Linked DNA regions of Capra hircus: region 2 is linked to region 1. A link is a contact called in public Hi-C data. All regions are on one chromosome and are shown on one strand. Each heading gives the region's core, a stretch centred on a gene start, on an enhancer-like site or on the middle of the called end of the contact. The rest is flanking DNA. Distances are from core to core; before and after follow the strand shown. Region 1 overlaps ELAC1 (zinc phosphodiesterase ELAC protein 1). Region 2 overlaps SMAD4 (mothers against decapentaplegic homolog 4).

What was found. A called contact is a pair of places that touch in the nucleus more often than the background predicts.
Region 2: a Hi-C map of blood shows a contact between it and region 1, with 2.2 times the contacts expected there. The contact joins two enhancer-like sites. A contact is called at or near these places in 4 of 5 Hi-C or Micro-C datasets (blood and liver).

Annotation. Positions count from the first base shown.
Region 1 is chr24:50,690,760-50,696,044 of ARS1.2, forward strand. It overlaps ELAC1 (zinc phosphodiesterase ELAC protein 1), which reads left to right. Exons shown (of 4, transcript XM_018039724.1): 3 at 1,029-1,496; 4 at 3,138-5,285. The coding sequence ends at 3,604. Among named protein-coding and RNA genes, the nearest start is that of ELAC1, 16 kb to the left of the region's middle. Within about 2 kb of position 3,367, at least 1 of the 5 cell types and tissues checked has an H3K27ac peak or open chromatin away from gene starts, as enhancers often do.
Region 2 is chr24:50,753,595-50,758,740 of ARS1.2, forward strand. It overlaps SMAD4 (mothers against decapentaplegic homolog 4), which reads left to right. Exons shown (of 12, transcript XM_018039535.1): 4 at 91-120; 5 at 4,914-5,126. Among named protein-coding and RNA genes, the nearest start is that of SMAD4, 24 kb to the left of the region's middle. Within about 2 kb of position 1,652, at least 1 of the 5 cell types and tissues checked has an H3K27ac peak or open chromatin away from gene starts, as enhancers often do.

The DNA of each region.
Region 1 (5,285 bases), core at 2,117-4,616:
AAGAACACCCAGGGCTGATCTTCTTCAGAATGGACTGGTTGGATCTCCTTGCAGTCCAAGGGACTCTCAAGAGTCTTCTCCAACACCACAGTTCAGAAGCATCAATTCGTCAGCGCTCAGCTTTCTTCACAGTCCAACTCCCACATCCATACATGATCACAGGAAAAACCATAGCCTTGACTAGGTAGAATGTCTCTGCTTTTAAATATGCTATCTAGGTTGGTCATAACCTTTCTTCCAAGGAGTAAGCGGCTTTTAATTTCATGGCTGCAATCACCATCTGCAGTGATTTTGGAACCCCCCAAAATAAAGTCTGACACTGTTTCCACTGTTTCCCCATCTATTTCCCATGGAGTGATGGGACCGGATGCCATGATCTTCATTTTCTGAATGTTGAGCTTTAAGCCAACTTTTTGACTCTCCACTTTCACTTTCATCAAGAGGCTTTTGAGTTCCTCTTCACTTTCTGCCATAAGGGTGGTGTCGTCTGTATATCTGAGGTTATTGATATTTCTCCTGGCAGTCTTGATTCCAGCTTGTGTTTCTTCCAGTGAATCATTTTGGTACACGTTTTCCTTTTCTCTTTTTTCCAGTAAGAGGACGTATAGGAAAATATTCTTAAAACTGTAACACTGTATAATTTGAAGATTTTTATGGGCTTCCCTGGTGGCTCAGAGGTTAAAGAGTCTGCCTGCAATGCAGGAGACCTGGGTTCGATCCCTGGGTCGGGAAGATCCCCTGGAGAAGGAAATGGCAACCCACTCCAGTATTCTTGCTTGGAGACTCCCATGGATGGAGGAGCCTGGTGGGCTACAGTCCACAGGGTTGCAAAGAGTCAGACACAACTAAGCGATTTCACTTTCACTTTATGAAAAAAAGTTATATCTTATTAAAACCTTCCAGTGAAATAATACTTGTCTTTCTTGCTTCTGGAATCATGTAGAAAAATGCATGCATGTTTCAAGTAGCTTTGTGTGGGTTTTATTTCTGAAAAATTCAAAAATTTGTTTCTCTGCTTCAATCAAAAGGGAGAATTACCAAGATCTTCATCACGCATCTTCATGGAGACCATTTCTTTGGCCTTCCTGGCCTCCTCTGCACAATCAGCCTGCAGAGTGGGTCCATGGTCACCAAACAGCCCATCGAAATCTATGGCCCTGTGGGGCTTCGGGACTTTATCTGCCGAACCATGGACCTCTCTCACACGGAGCTGGTCTTCCCTTACGTGGTCCATGAGCTGGTGCCTACAGCAGATCAGTGTCCTATGGAAGAACTGAAAGAATCTGTCCAGGTGAATAAAACAGACAGCCCTCCCCAAGAGGGAGAAGGACGAACCATCATGTTAGACTCAGAAGAAAGCTCGTACCTCTTGGTTGATGACGAACAGTTTGTTGTGAAAGCGTTTCGCCTCTTTCATCGAATACCCTCCTTTGGATTTTCCGTCGTGGAGAAGAAACGCCCAGGTAAACTCAATGCACAGAAACTAAAGGACCTGGGTGAGTAAGTGTTTGTTTTCTCCTTTCTCCTCAGTTGAGTTGTCATGAGCTGAAGCAGGTAGAAGTGTCATAGAAACCTTCCTTTCTTGCTTCCCAGGCCTAATGCTTACATTTTCTCCACGTACTTCCTTTTCCTGAAGTTTGTTTATTAAGGGAAATCTTTAGGGCCAGAAGACGCTATTCAGAGCAAAAAGGAAGTATGTATTTGAAGTCTCTCTTCAGCTCTTTAGAGGCACATTCTTGATCTGTCTTGTCTTCAGGTTTTACTATCTTGGTTGGTGGGGTGATGGTGGATGTCTCAGGCCTAGGCTTTTATTTTCTCACGTCATCTTTTTGAAGTACGTTTGAGTGGCATCTTTGGTCAGATACTTTTCACCGTAGTTCTAAACCATGCAACTGCAACCAGCTGCTTTCTGAGTTTTCCTTCTTTATTGACTTGGCCTAGGCAGTCAACTTTGATTAAGTTATTAATAATTTGGTGTCTGGAACACTGCCTCAACCAGTTTTATTTATTTATTTATTTTTTTGACTGTGCCGGGTCTTCGTTGTAGCACATGGGGTCTAGTTTCCTGGGGAACGAACCCAGGCCTCCCGCATTGGGAGCATGGAGTCTTAGCCACTGAACCACCAGGGAAGCCCCTCAACCAGCCTTATATACCTGGGTTCATCACACTTGGAAGCAAGCATTCAAAGCTTGGCTTGGGGCCCATCTAAGGCCTCGTACCTTGTCCATGCTAGGCTGTCACATGCCCAGGGCCTTCAGCACATCTCCCAAAGCAGCGCCAGGCACATCATCCCTCTAGCGTCTCCACCTTCCTTGCCATGCCGACCACAGAACCTGTGAAAAGCGTGGCAGTGGTTTTCCATGTGTTCTTTTTCTTTATTTGCACAATCTCTTCTTTCTTCCCCAACTAAAACAAAGCACTAAGTAATGAGGAAAACTGCCTTAGACCAAAGATTTTTTTAATATCTACAAACCTGTGAAAATAGCAGTGTGTTGTGAAACTGTAAACATGATCCATGTTGGAATTAGTGAATACACTCTGTTTGTACGTATTGCCCAGAGTGATCATCAGGTGTTATTCTCGATTAATATGAGATTTAAGCCCAGTTTGGTAAGCATGGAACTGCCTCTGTTTAAAACGAAGATTGATTATGCATAACTACCTGAAATTCTCCTTGATGTTGTGATCCAAACAATCCCCTCTAACAGTTCTTTTTATTACGTTAATCAGTTTGTTGGTAACTTGTCATTTAAATGGGCTCTTTAATTTTACCTGAAGATGAGCTTGTTAAATACAGCACTCAAAAACTGTTATTCCCATGCACAGCAGAGGATCACAGCTGTTACCTTGACTATAATAAGGTTTTAGGGGGACTTAAGAGCTTAAACTTATCTGAAACGTGTGCTTGGAAATGTTTTAAGTACTTGGACATTGCTAATATCAATAGCCAACAATGAACTTTTAAAAAATGTATAAATATCCCAGTTTCCCACAAGTAATAAAATATTTATAACTATTATGAAAAGAATTGGATGCCTTTTCCATTTGCTATTTGCAGTGCTGTTGAAACAGACGCTCTGTAACAAGTCATAAATTCCATTCCCATGATGTGATGGTATCTGCCTCCATCTTTTAGGTGTTCCACCAGGTCCTGCCTATGGGAAGCTGAAAAACGGAATTTCTGTTGTTCTGGAAAATGGAGTTACAATTTCTCCCCAAGATGTCTTAAAGAAGCCTATTGTTGGAAGAAAAATCTGTATTTTGGGTGACTGTTCTGGGGTTGTGGATGACGGAGGAGTAAAGCTGTGCTTTGAAGCAGACCTGTTGATCCACGAAGCGACCCTGGATGACACCCAGATGGACAAAGCGAAGGAGCACGGCCACAGCACGCCGCAGATGGCGGCGACGTTTGCAAAGCTGTGCCGAGCAAAGAGGCTGGTTCTGACTCACTTCAGTCAGAGGTACAAACCAGTTGCCTTGGCCAGAGAAGGAGAAGCAGATGGGATTGTAGAACTTAAAAAGCAAGCTGAATCAGTGTTAGACCTCCAAGAAGTGACTCTCGCAGAAGATTTCATGGTGATCAGCATTCCGATCAAGAAGTGAAGCCAGTATTCCTGAATGCATTCTGATGTGTCTGTAAATATGTTATTGAACCAACAGTCACATTTGGTTTCTTTTTGTTGTGGTGGTGGTGGTGGTCATCGTAGTTTTGGTCTAAAATTATTTGAGTCCTCATAATCCTGGAAAGGATGGAGCTGCATTGCTGAACTAACTCAGCATTGAGAGGGAGCAAGCTTTTTTATAATAAATCACTTTAAAAAGAATGAAACCAGCATCCTTCTTAAAGTCCAGATTTGACAAAATGATAGGCTATTCAGGTATACATGCTTTGTGGTTGCTGCCTCAGAGATTAGCCAATGCACCATGCAATCCTGGGCTTAGCTTCTATCTAGCTTTATTGCTGTTGTTGGCAAAGTTTGCAGGACTTGGCCCTCCTGGCTAACAATGGTATTTTGGCAGTTTGTGTTAAATCTGTTCATGTTATTAACAAAAGAGAAATGTAATGAGATATTGAACATGCAGAATTGAAGCTGGCATGTTAAATCTTGAATTCTTTGCTAGAAGACTGAAGGCAGGGTCAGGGTAGGTGTTTGGCCTTCAATTAATATTTTATTAAACTTTCCAGTTTGCTCTAAACCCAGGGTTCTCAGAGGTGATACTGCTCCCTTAGATGGAATTTTGAAGTTGTGGGATGTTTCTTGTCAAAACTAGGAGGGGTTACTACCAGCAGTTAGTCAGTACAGGGCAGGATGCTAGATTGTAGAGAATTTTGGTCAGTCCTAAACAATGAAGAATTATCTCATCCCACAATGCATATTGCAGGTCTGTTGAAATACACATCAAATTAAAACTTAGACTCCTGCTGTGAACATACTTTATAAAAATTCAGTGACATAGGGGGCATGAACCACTGGTCTCCTTGCATGGCCCTGCAATAAACCTTTCTCTGCTCAAAAAGAAAAAAAGGAAATAGTGATGTAATGAGCTGAACTACGAGGTAAGTCAAATTCTGCAACAAATCCTAAAAAGCTAGCTAAGTGAATATATTGGAATGTCACATCAAACATTATTTGTCAGAAATGAGCTATGGGCTGGAGCTTGTGAATCTGGAGGTTAAAAAATGACTATATGTCCAACTTGGGTTTAATTTACGTGTTCTGATAAATAATTATTTGAGCACCATTTTCGTAAAATGTTCTTTCTAGAATAGCTTTTCCTGCTGAGTTGCCTTCCACCTCCCTTCTGTCTGTCATGGGGTATCTCTGACTCATTTGCCCACAGTATTTCTCAAAATGTATTACATGGAAAGGTAGTCTCAAGTACTGATTCAGTCAAAACAGTTCCCTAATCAGACTGGTTTGGGGAACCCTGTATACTGTGGGTCCCTCTGGCAGAGCTGTAATGCCCACCAATGTATTACAATAGCACTGCTTCAGTGATCACCAGCCCGGCTGTGATGCCAGAAAGACCTGATTTCAGAGTCCCATTCCCTCTGTGCTCTAAAGCACGGTCCTTAGATCTGCTGATCTTTAGCTTGCTCATCTCTAAAAGTGAGAAAAATAATAGTAAGACCTACCTCTAGGAGTGCCGTAAAGATTAAATAAAGACAGTGTATAAAAGGAGCATAGCACATTGCTTCAAGGCACGAAGTCCTAAAGTACAGAGGCTTGTCAACTGAACCCCTTTCTAAAGTCATATTTCACCATATACTATCTGTTAACAT
Region 2 (5,146 bases), core at 402-2,901, 61 kb after region 1:
AAATTTATACTCTGTAATTTTAAATATGGTGGAAATTATTTTCATTATAATGATTAATATTTTATTTTTTTTCCCCTTTAAAAATTTAAGATCTCTCAGGATTAACACTGCAGAGTAATGGTAGGTAATCCCTTTCTTTTAACTTTCTCTCTTCTTTTATCCCATGCCCTTTATTTTTTATTGACTTAGAACTAGTCTGTATGGGTGGGTGCTGGTAACATTTATAAGAAAAGTACTTACTGCTTTGAAAATGTACATTTTGCAGGGGTGGGGGGCATGCATCAGCATTTAAAACTGGATTTAGTAGGCTGTTGACTCTTTGAATTTGAACTGCTGTTTATGATTGCAAGTAGAATAAAAAATGTGATGGGGAACATAAAACAGACACAGAAAGAGTAACTTGTGAATTGGTAAAAACTGGCTATTTTAGAAGTAAATCTCACAGAACCAGTTTCAGTAGTTATAAATAACCTGTTTGATAATTTAGAATCATGTGTAACATAGTTTAAAAACACCCAAATTCTCAATTTTCTTTATTTCAGCTGAACTTATTTTTATGATTGATAATTTTGTGAATGACTTAAAACTGTATAGTATATTAATTTTTTTTCAGTCTTGTTATATTTTGAGTAAATAAAGGCTAAAGTATATGGTAATCACATGTTCTAGGCCTATTTTTAAAAGGAGAAAGTTTTGAGATAGGAAAATGAAACAAACAGGAGTGTGTTTTTTATTTTTCATGTAGTATTTGAGAACAGAGATCTGTTAAAACTTTAGCTCTGTTTCTTGGAACATGTTAATGAGCTAAAATTTCTTTAAGAACTAGTTACTTTGAACAGAAACTGATAAAAAGCCACTGTCACCTTAGAAGGCTTCCCTGATGGCTCAGATGGTAAAGAATCTGCCTGGAATGTGAGACCTGGGTTTGAACCCTGGGTCAGGAAGATCCTCTGGAGGAGGAAATGGCAAACCACTCCAGTGTTCTTGTCTGGAAAATGCCATGGACAGAGGAGCCTGGTGGGGTACAGTCTGGGGTGGCAAATAGTCAGACACCACTGAGCAACTAAACCAGTACTATCACCTTAGAAAGGTGTGCCGTTGTTCTGAAGGGGAATTAGTGGTTCAGCAGCACTTTTGCTACAGAATCCTAGAAATGTGTCAGAAGTATCATCTGACCTTGAAATTTGGGAAGAGCATGAAAGGCTACTTGTTTTTTTATTCTCCACTTCTCTTCCATGTCAATAATAATAAAGGAAGACTAGTGTCTTTTGGTATTTGTTGAGGGTTAGTTGGTTTCTGAGAACAGTGGGTTAATAATGGAAGCTGTTGTGGTCTGAAAGGGTAGCTTTAAGATTAATTGGGTAAAGCCCAGCTTATTCATCACCCAGACATTGATATCATGTCACCTCTTTTTGAAAGTAAACACCCTTTTGATATTCACTATTCTCCATCTGCATTTTTGGAGAATGAAAGCTTTTAACTCAGTGGGTGTTAGTGGTGATAACTGTATTAGAATCCCCCTAGGGAGCGGTTGTGATGCGATCTAATTCTGAAGACTCATTACACTGCTTCCTGTCCTAAACTATTGCTGTTATGAGTGCTTGTCATTGATGGACTTGTGTGGGTTGATAGCCCCTTTTCAGTTGCTCTAGCCCTGTATTCAGCCTTATGGATCCCCCTAGTGGTGGCTGTCTATAAAAAAAAAGGCTGGCCTCAGTGGCTTCTTTCCTCAGAAAACGACAGGTGTTTCTCACGAGGTCCTTTCAGATTTGGACAAAGTATATAAAGCCAGGTAGCTAAAAGTTAAGCAAATGGGATAATTCCTTCACTTTTGAGTTGGGATCTTGGTGGTAATTATTTCCAGCCTGTCTCATCTCTTTTATGAAACTTTCCATGACCACATCCACTTGTGTAGTGATTTTAACAAATATTTAATGAGCATGTATTGCCTGGTACTGTGTTAGGTTCCAGGGACGATAGAATAAATAAGGTATGTTTTTTTTCTGTTCGAGGAAGCACATACTCTAAGGGAGGAAAGAAAAGGTAAATAAGACAGTGGCAGTACCATCAGACAGGCTGTGCCCTGCTTGCTAGTAGTGTTAAAGAGCAGAGACCTAGGACGAGCTCAGTGTCTTCAGCTCTTCTGTCCACTGTGAGTTCTCTACTCCTCATAGAGCATTTTACAACTTATATATGTGTATGACTGCTCTAAAAATATGGTTAAATCATAATAGCTAACACTTGCTAGGTACTTATTCTGTGTCAAAATGATCTACAAATATTGTGTCATCATTTTCATAATACTCCTACATGGTAGGTGGCATTATCTACATTTTATCAGATACAAAGAAACTGGTTCCTGGAGAGGTCAGGGGACTTGCCCAAGATTAAGGCAGCTGGAAGGGGCTCACTGTTTAAACGTTTAAATACCTAAGTATCATAAAAGACTGTAAGCCCTGCTAAGGCAGTAAGCTTTCTTTTGTTTATTGATGTATCCCAAGTATTAGAACAGTACCTGGAACATAGGTGCTCAATAAATATTTTTTTCAATGAGTTAATTTGTTGACTGCTAGTCCATAAAGAGAAATACTTAGTAGTTTGATGTCTGTTTCCTGGACTTTAAAAATATATACTATATGTTTTTTTAATTTTATTTTTTTGAATAGGCAATACATGGTCCATAAAATCAAAATACTATAAAAAGGTATACAGTGAAAAGAAGTGCTCCCACCCCTGTCCCCATTCCCCCCTACCTCAGGTAATCACTTTTATTAGTTTCTGGTGTTTCCTTCCAGGGTTTCTTTGCGCAAAAATACATGTATTATTTCCCTCCTTTCCTACACAAACAGCATATTGTGCGCTGTTCTGGACCTTGCTTTTTCCCTTAGAGTATATGATTGTTTGAAATGTGAGTATGATTATAGTGTACAGCAGTGTTTTTTAACCAACTTTTTTGCTCTTGGAAAAAATGTATTACAGACATTTCTCCTTGTTGATACCCAGTTTTACCTAAGAAACTTGTTTTAAATTACTTGATTAAAGAGACACATAGACTGGTAGAAGTCCCGAACTTACACTTGGGAAGGTTTAGTCGATGTGTTAGGCAAGAAAAAGTTATGAGATAACTTTTTAAAAGCAGAGTTCAACTATTTTACAGATCTTTTTTTTTTTTCGGCTGCGCTGTGTGGCTTGCAGGCTCTTAGTTCCTCAACCAGGAATTGAACCTGGGCTATGGCAGTGAGAGCACCTAGTCCCAACCAGTGGACCATCAGGGAATTCCCGTGTTATGCTCAAGTGTTATGATTACACAGTGAGCCAAAATGTCAGTTGGAAAGCAGAAGCAATGAATATCAAGTTAACCAGCTGTATCTTCAAATTAGTAACTTTCTTCTTAGGTACTAGCAATACCAATATCTTGATAAAAAGATTCCAATCACTGTAAACAACAAAAGCCCTAAAGTTTCCAAAAATTAAATAGAGATATTAGAATCTTATGGAGAAAACTATAGGACTTTGTTGACAAGTGTAATTTAAAAAAATTGAATAAATACAGTCATATCCACATGGGTTTTCCTTTGCATTTTTATAATTTGGCCAACATTAGTGATGAATGGTTAGAGCCACTCTTTTTTTTTTCTTAAACTGACATACAGTGATATGTTAAGCTCCTTTTGGTTGTCTTTTTGTTTCCATATAATTTTCTAAAGAGAAACCCTTTGGAGTGGAATTTATGGGTCTTAAAAATATCAATGTCTTCATTATGATACATGACAAAGTCCTTTTAAGAGATTATATGTCGACATCTGAACAATAGATTATTCTTACCTCTTTGAAATGTTCCAATTTAATAAAAATAGCCATGTAATGAATTAATATTTATGTGCAATAGATTTTTTCAAAGACTGACATAGAGAAAGATAAGGAGCATTACATGCTGATTCTTAATGGAAAAGAGAATGGCTTTTTGTGGACTGTTGACTGCTCTAAGAACAGAACCTAGTGTTAAGAGTTCAGTAGATAGTAAAATTCTAGGGTAGTGTTAGCTTAGGTGCAGTAAAGGATTGCTTGCTAAAGATAAAAAGCAAACCCCAAAACTATTACCTAAAAGGAAGTGGGACCATTCTGGGCAGGGCCACTGATACTGTAAACGCGATTTCAATTTTCTTTTTTTCCTCACACTAAAGCCGCCTAACTATTCCTGGTTTATTCAAGAAAAAGTTGTTGTATCAAGTAGGGTCAGTTTACAGGGTTACATTAAGGTGTAACCATGCAGGAGAAAGATGTTGTTTATTGAGTTTTTTCACACTACATGTTTATCAAGCATCATTATTTGGATTGGGTTTCTAGAAGGAAATTTCAGTTTGACTTACCATTTGAGATTTTTCTGCTCATTCTAATTTTTTAGGGGACATTTAGTATGCTTCACTTTCAAAGAATACATTACTTAATAATGCTAGATCCTGGCATTAGATAGCTGTAAGATCCGACTCATATTTTTACACTGTGAAATTGGCAAAAAGAGGAAAAAATTAATTAGTCGATCTCCAATTTGGTTTTCTTAGTGAGGTAAACACTTTCTCTAGCCACTTGATTTTTGCCTATGTTATATATTTAAGGTGATTATTACCTTTAGATTATTAATTGGGAAGCTCAGAAATACCTTTTCAGGACCACAGCCGGAGGTGGTTGTAATTTAGTCGCCTTCAGATTTCAAGGAGTTAATCAGATTGATCTGATGCCACTATCTCTAAATAAATAGCTTTCGCTGATAAAGTAGAATGCTTTTAAAGTAGTATGAGAAAATTCTGAGTTACACTCTAGTGACTTTAGGTGTTCTTATGTTACTTACAAGATTTTTTTTCCTGGGAATAAAAGCTTATAAGATTTTAAAATATGTTTGTTTTTCTGTGTAGCTCCACCAAGTATGTTGGTGAAGGATGAATATGTTCATGACTTTGAGGGACAGCCATCATTATCCACTGAAGGGCATTCAATTCAAACCATCCAGCATCCACCAAGTAATCGTGCATCGACGGAGACATACAGCACCCCAGCTCTCTTAGCTCCATCTGAGTCTAATGCTACCAGCACCACCAATTTTCCCAACATTCCTGTGGCTTCCACAAGTGAGTTGTAGATCAGATAT